Linked DNA regions of Mus musculus: region 1 is linked to region 2. A link is a contact called in public Micro-C data. All regions are on one chromosome and are shown on one strand. The core of a region is the stretch at or near the end of the contact, and the rest is flanking DNA. Distances in the headings are between cores, read along the strand shown.

Evidence for each region. Hi-C and Micro-C count contacts between places; a contact is called where the count stands out from the background.
Region 1: a contact with region 2 is called in a Micro-C map of granulosa cells, with 3 times the contacts expected there. The contact joins two enhancer-like sites. A contact is called at or near these places in 1 of 39 promoter capture datasets (the 3T3-L1 cell line), 1 of 15 datasets of contacts at CTCF or cohesin (the NIH/3T3 cell line), 26 of 484 Hi-C or Micro-C datasets (the 3T3-L1 cell line, CD8 T cells, the HPC-5 cell line and 14 more), 3 of 115 datasets of contacts at active chromatin or transcription factors (bone marrow-derived dendritic cells and embryonic stem cells) and 1 of 9 other capture datasets (bone marrow-derived macrophages).

Annotation. Positions count from the first base shown.
Region 1 is chr14:77,003,313-77,006,236 of GRCm38.p6, reverse strand. No RefSeq gene overlaps it. Among named protein-coding and RNA genes, the nearest start is that of Lacc1, 32 kb to the left of the region's middle. Within about 2 kb of position 1,461, at least 28 of the 459 cell types and tissues checked have an H3K27ac peak or open chromatin away from gene starts, as enhancers often do. A contact at or near this core is called in granulosa cells, where this site is marked.
Region 2 is chr14:76,902,249-76,905,296 of GRCm38.p6, reverse strand. No RefSeq gene overlaps it. Among named protein-coding and RNA genes, the nearest start is that of Gm30365, 66 kb to the right of the region's middle. Within about 2 kb of position 1,711, at least 11 of the 459 cell types and tissues checked have an H3K27ac peak or open chromatin away from gene starts, as enhancers often do. A contact at or near this core is called in granulosa cells, where this site is marked.

The DNA.
Region 1 (2,924 bases), core at 212-2,711, 100 kb before region 2:
ACTCTTTGTAAATTTTACCACTTCCAAACCTCCCTAGCTTCCATTTTGGTCATGCCCCATTGGCCTGGGAGGTCCTCATGCGACCTTGTGAGGCAGTATTCCTAAAAGAAACTAACTGTATAGTAACAAGGTATTTCTATAATATGTTCTGAGGAGTTTTTATAGACTAAATAAACTCCTGATATTGAAAATCCATGGTGACACCGGAATGAGTAGCAATGCTCCCAGCAAATAAATATTCAATAAATCTTACGGAATGAGGGAATTTTACATAATAACCTGTGAATAATCCTGGCTGCAGCGACTTTGTTGTCTGTCTTGCATACACACTTCTTACTGCCAGAGCAATGAGGACAGCAGGAGTGGTTGACAGGGGGAGGCAGTCTGCTGGCCCCATGATTCTACAGATGATTTCCTCTGTTTCTCCTTTAGTCAAAACAAGTTCTGGCTCCCTGGGGCTCTGAGGTGAGCTGAGGGTCAGAGCATTGGAAGAGCCAACCCTTCTCTCAGGGGCTCCCAGCTCGGGATCTTACTTTGTGTTTTCGGAGGAGCCGGTGTTCACTTCTGCTATCTGTTTAGAAGAACTCCGATGCTTTCAAAACAGTTTGTCCTTTAAAACAGATAGGCATTCCCTCTATAATTTGTTTACACTGCTCATGAATAAATTACCAGTGCCACTGATATAGACTCATAGACTCAAGCTTAACTAGCCTTACTGTGGCAGTTGATCATAAATTAGCAGTGTCTACTTAATGCGATTTTATTATCTACATAGACATGTGTCTTCACGGTATATGCCTATGAACTGAGAATCACTGCAATTTAGTGTTAGAAGGAAGCAAAAACAATTCGGCAGGCTGGGGTTGTAGCTCAGTTGGCAGAGTGTTTGTTTAGCATGCACGGAGCCTTGGCGTCAATCCACTGCACCACATAAAATGAGCATGGATGATCATACAAACATGCAATTCAGCACTAGGGAAATGGAAGCAGAGAGGTCAAAAGTTCAAGGTCAGCCTGGGACACATAAGAAGACCATGTCTTCAAAAAACAAAACAAAACAAAGAATAATTCTGCATGAACCTTACACTGTGCAGGTGAAGCAACGAACAAGTAGGAAATTGTTCTTTTTCTTCTACTCAAGAGACTAGCTCTATTTTAAACACAACTCCAAGTCTCATTTAGAGAGATGATTTGCTGCGATTCTACGCTCTGTCGAGCACGCTGCCTGTTACCTAACGTTGCTGCTGTGTCTTCTCAGCTCACTTGAGTCAACAGACACCCTGAAGACAGCTGTGTTTTATTTATCTTTCCATTCCTCATGGAGCCTCCCTGGCTATCGAAACTAGACAGTACTGGATTGGGCTTGGGCATTAAGCTGCAGGCAGCTCTGATCCTATACTGAACAGAAGGAAGCAGACACCAGATGCTAGGTCTCCAGGGTCTTGAAAAGCGTCCTTCTGCTATGTTTTCACTGGTTAGCCTTGCTTAGAGCCCTTGTCCTCCCTTTCTTTACCAGAGAGATAGAAAGATGAGGTACTGTGCCTCAGCCTTTCTTCTCTATTGTTTCCCTAACCCAAGCCACAACTTCTTGAACTAGGCTGGATTTTTGCTGCCGTTGGCTTACACACTTGACTCTGTGTCTCTCAGTTCAGCCCTCTTGACTTTTGGTATTTTGTGGCAAATTAACTCAGACCACCTGCCGTAACAACACTGAGAGTTGAACTTCTTTCTTCCTTGATACTTTTGACCTAAATAAGCGGGGGTTAAATTATTACAAATTTGGACATCAGTGATTCATTTGGCAAATATTTATTGATCACTTAATGTGTAGCACAGTAGAATCTGTTCTGTCTGGTGAAGATATGAAGTAAGAAATAAAACCAAGTTGTGCTTTCGTGGAGTATACATTTGGGTGGAAAATGGATGGGGTAAATGTGAATGAACAGATATGCACTGTGTAGACACCACCAAAGGGCAAACGCTGTGAAGAAACAGAAAGGGAGAAAAGGACATAGAGAATCAGAGGATAAAGTGGTAGTCTTGAGAGGAAGACTAGAAAGGGCCTGGGTAGAGACCTTTTGAAAAATCCTCTGTACATAGGTGGCTTCTGAAGTCATATAGCAAATGAGACCATCTGGACACCGATGCAGTCATTATTGAGATGTATAATGGCGTATCGGCTCTAGGGCATTTAGAGGCAGAAGATGGTGAGGAAGATTCAGAGGGCAGGTTGATAAAGAACAGCCAATGATAAAATAAGCAGTCGTGTTAAATATTCAAAGGCAAAATTGAGAAAGTAATTCAAAATCGAGCACTATCAAAGAAACCCGAAGAGAAAAGACAACTGAGAGACGAAAAGCACATCACATCTCTGGGATCCACTGCTGCAAAGAAATCAGAAAATGAGCAGCATCTACAGAGGGCTGAGCAACCAAGAAAACCATTTCTCTCATTTCTTATTTAACTGTGCATGTATGTGTGAGGTGGGAGGGTGTGGCAGGTCGTGTGTGTGGGCTCGAGCTCGTGCGCACACGCGTATGTGCATGGTCACAGAGGTCAGAGGTCAAATTTTCTAAGTGTTCCCCCAGTGCCATCTACCTTATTCCTTCCAAGACAGAGTCACTCATGAGCATGGAACTTGCTGACAAGGCTATGCTACCTGACCACTGAACCTCAACACTACATTTGTCTCTGCCTCTCCAGCCCTGAGATGGGAAGCATGAGACACCATGCCCAGTCCCTCCACCTCACGTCTGGGAATACATTCAGGTCCTCACGCTTGCCGAGCAAGCACTTTATACACTGAGCTATCTCCCTGGCCTATTCATTCTCGACCTTCCTAATGCTGAGACCCTTTAATGATCCCCACGGAGCTGATCCCCAGCCACAAAATCATTTTCATTGCTACTTAATGTAATTTTGCT
Region 2 (3,048 bases), core at 462-2,961:
AGGAACTGTCGTGGGGTGCCAACTGGGATGTAAAATTAATAAATAAATGAAAATTTTAAAAAAGAAACAATAAATAAACAGAACTAAACCATTTTGGTAATTGTGCCAAAGAGAAACCAGAAGGATAAAGGTGACCGCTGAGATTTTATAGACTGTGACCTTCACCTGAATGTGGAAATGGTAAGAACTTAAAATAGCCTGCAGGAAAGACTGGAAGCAAGCCTCCCAAATGCTTCCACTGCTTCCAGGTATATTCAAAGCCATGAAAACAAGAACAACGTTCTTTGAGTCATAAACTGACATTAAGAAAATATACGAAGGCACAGCTCTAAGCTTGCTGTGAACCACTGCTTAAAGGAATGGGAAGGAATCCACAGGATAAGTTTGGAAGGGTAATTTTCCCAAGTAGGAAGAAAGTATCAATGGTCAGAGGCCTAAGAGAAAAGAGAAAGATTTTCTCCTCTCTGTGGTCTGGCAAAAATCACAAGCCAGGAAAATATTAGTATTAAACTACCCAAGGGATGAGCAAGTAGGATCTCCTTCATAAAGGGATGCACACCATTCCTGATGCTCAGGAGGTGACACAACAGCTAACCAGGAGGAAGAAGCTTTTCCCATTAGCAGCTTCCCAGTAGGAAGAAGCAATAGAGGCAGCATTATTCCCAGAACCCCCTGATCCATCTAAAAGATCAGAACCCGAAACTTGCCCATAATTAGAAAGAACAGACGATACGTCAGAATAGCTGCAGGAGAAGGAAGGCAGACTCTTCCTACAGTGAGTAACGATTGATGGTCATTGAAATAGCGTACAGAGATCACATTATAGCTAAATGAATTCCTCCAAGCTTTAGTCCATGTCAAGTTTCTTATTCATGTGAAATTGGTTTTGATAACTTCTCTTTACCTTCAAGAACATAACTCTATCTCTTCCTGGTTCTCTCATCTTATTTCAGTAACTTACAGTGATACTTCTGTTTACATGGTGATGCTCATTACCATTTTGGAATTAGTGACTTTAAATAGTCATCCTTTATATACAAGCCTTGACTATATTTACTCAGGCCCCAGGGTAGCAAACACCCACTCAGAGCTTCTGGGAAGAATGCAAATTTGGTGTTAAGAGTCATGTGAACCTGGGAGCTAAAGGAAGAGTATCTACCGTGTCACCCATAAGCTCTGTGAGTTTACTTTTCCTGTAAGTACTAACTATAATTCTTAATAAAATGAAGTGAGGTGGGGGATATACATCAGGGCCACACAGGGCTTTGGGATATCAGAAAAAATCTTATCCCTGCTAACGCAGGATACCACAAGTTCATTCATGATTAAAGCCTACTGGTTTAAAATCCCATTGATAATCTAAACATGAAGTTACACTACAGCTTGAAAATATTTTTCAGAAGTATTAGGGTGGCCAAATTTCTGCTTAAAGTAGAAGTATTAATCTCACCTAGAGTGATCAAATATTCAGGTTTTGCCCCTAGTAGGAGAGTTCTTAAAATATGCAATTTTTTTTTCTGTCCTAGAACTGAGAAAGTCCCAGGTAAACCAGACTGTGTTGATAACTGTGGCCCTACCTCACAGGTATCTGGACCTTAACATCAGCTGGGATTCCCAGGGTGGGGTCCTCAGGCTAGCAGCAGCAACAGCAGCAGCAGCACTATCTGGAAACTTGTTAGAGATACAATTTCTTGGAACCCAGTCTGAGTCATACACTCTAGGGACTGAGCCAAGAAGTGTATTCTAATGAATTCTTCAAATGACTTTGATGCACTGGACATGATAAAGTTTGAGGTACATTGGCCAGCAATATGAGTCTTGTTTTTACTTACTACAAAGGACTGGGGGTGTGTGGTAGGAGTGGTCACACTGTATTAACTAAGCAGCCTTAATTTCTTTATGACATTTTTATAGCCAGACCATCCCTGTCATTAAAACTTCCCCAAGTTCTGCATCACAGAGTTCTGAGTGCAAGGAATGAGGAATGAAAATGGTTAGTGGATAGTTTGGCTGGAGAAGGAAGTTGCCTCATCCTTAGGTTGTAAGGGAAGGGTGGAATCACACAAACTGATGCTGATGAAAGTTTACCAGTTCCTCTGCTTTGGCAAGATGTTAGTCAGGAAGTATATATTCCAGACTAGGGCAGGAAGTATAAGGCTAGGCTGGTAATTCCTCTGACAGGAAGCTCCCAGGAGCTTCTTAAGTGAGTGCCCTTTTAGTTCATCAAACAATCTCAAAACCTCTTCCTCACAGACACTCTGACTACCAAACAAAGCAAGCCAGGAGACTTTGCATAACACATAACCACTACGTAAGATGTGGAATATTTAAATTTCCAAGACATTGGAGTGTTTGTACAAGTATTTATTTTATCCCATTAACGGTAAAACCTTGTCCCTACAAACTTCTCAGCACCTCCTAAGATTTTCTCAGTAAAGAGCAGCATTTGTCAGACATCTCCATCTTCCAAAAGAAGTACCGGGGCAATATCTTACTGATGAATGTAAATGGTTGACAACAAGCACGTAGTTATTAACCTCGAGTTGTAGCCCCTGTTCCAGGGAGTTGTGAGAATATTAGCAAGTGATCGAGGTGCTATTAGTAGACTGTTTTTCAATCACTTTGATTTTGTATATAAAAATATAACATGAGTATATATCATCAGATTTGACAACCCCCACCCCCAGACCTTTCCTGGATCACACTCAAAACCAGCTTCCTCTGAGAAGGCCTCTCTTCATTCTCTCTCATCACAAAGTGCTAGAGATCAAGTCGTTCTCTTGTTAAATATACGCAAGAGCGACCCCAGTGGTCTTGAGAGAGTAGCTGACTTCTGCTGCAGCTGAAAACATGTACGTTTTCCATTGTGTGATTAATATATTAGAAGTGCTATTGAAATGCTTTTGTACCGTTGAAATCTTGGATAGACTTAGCTTTACAAGAAAAAATAGTATTTTTCAATATTACGTAATTCATATCTTATATGCGTTTGTGTCTGGTTCTGGCAAGCTAATGCAGATAACATTAAATGGCAGTAAAATTGTGTAT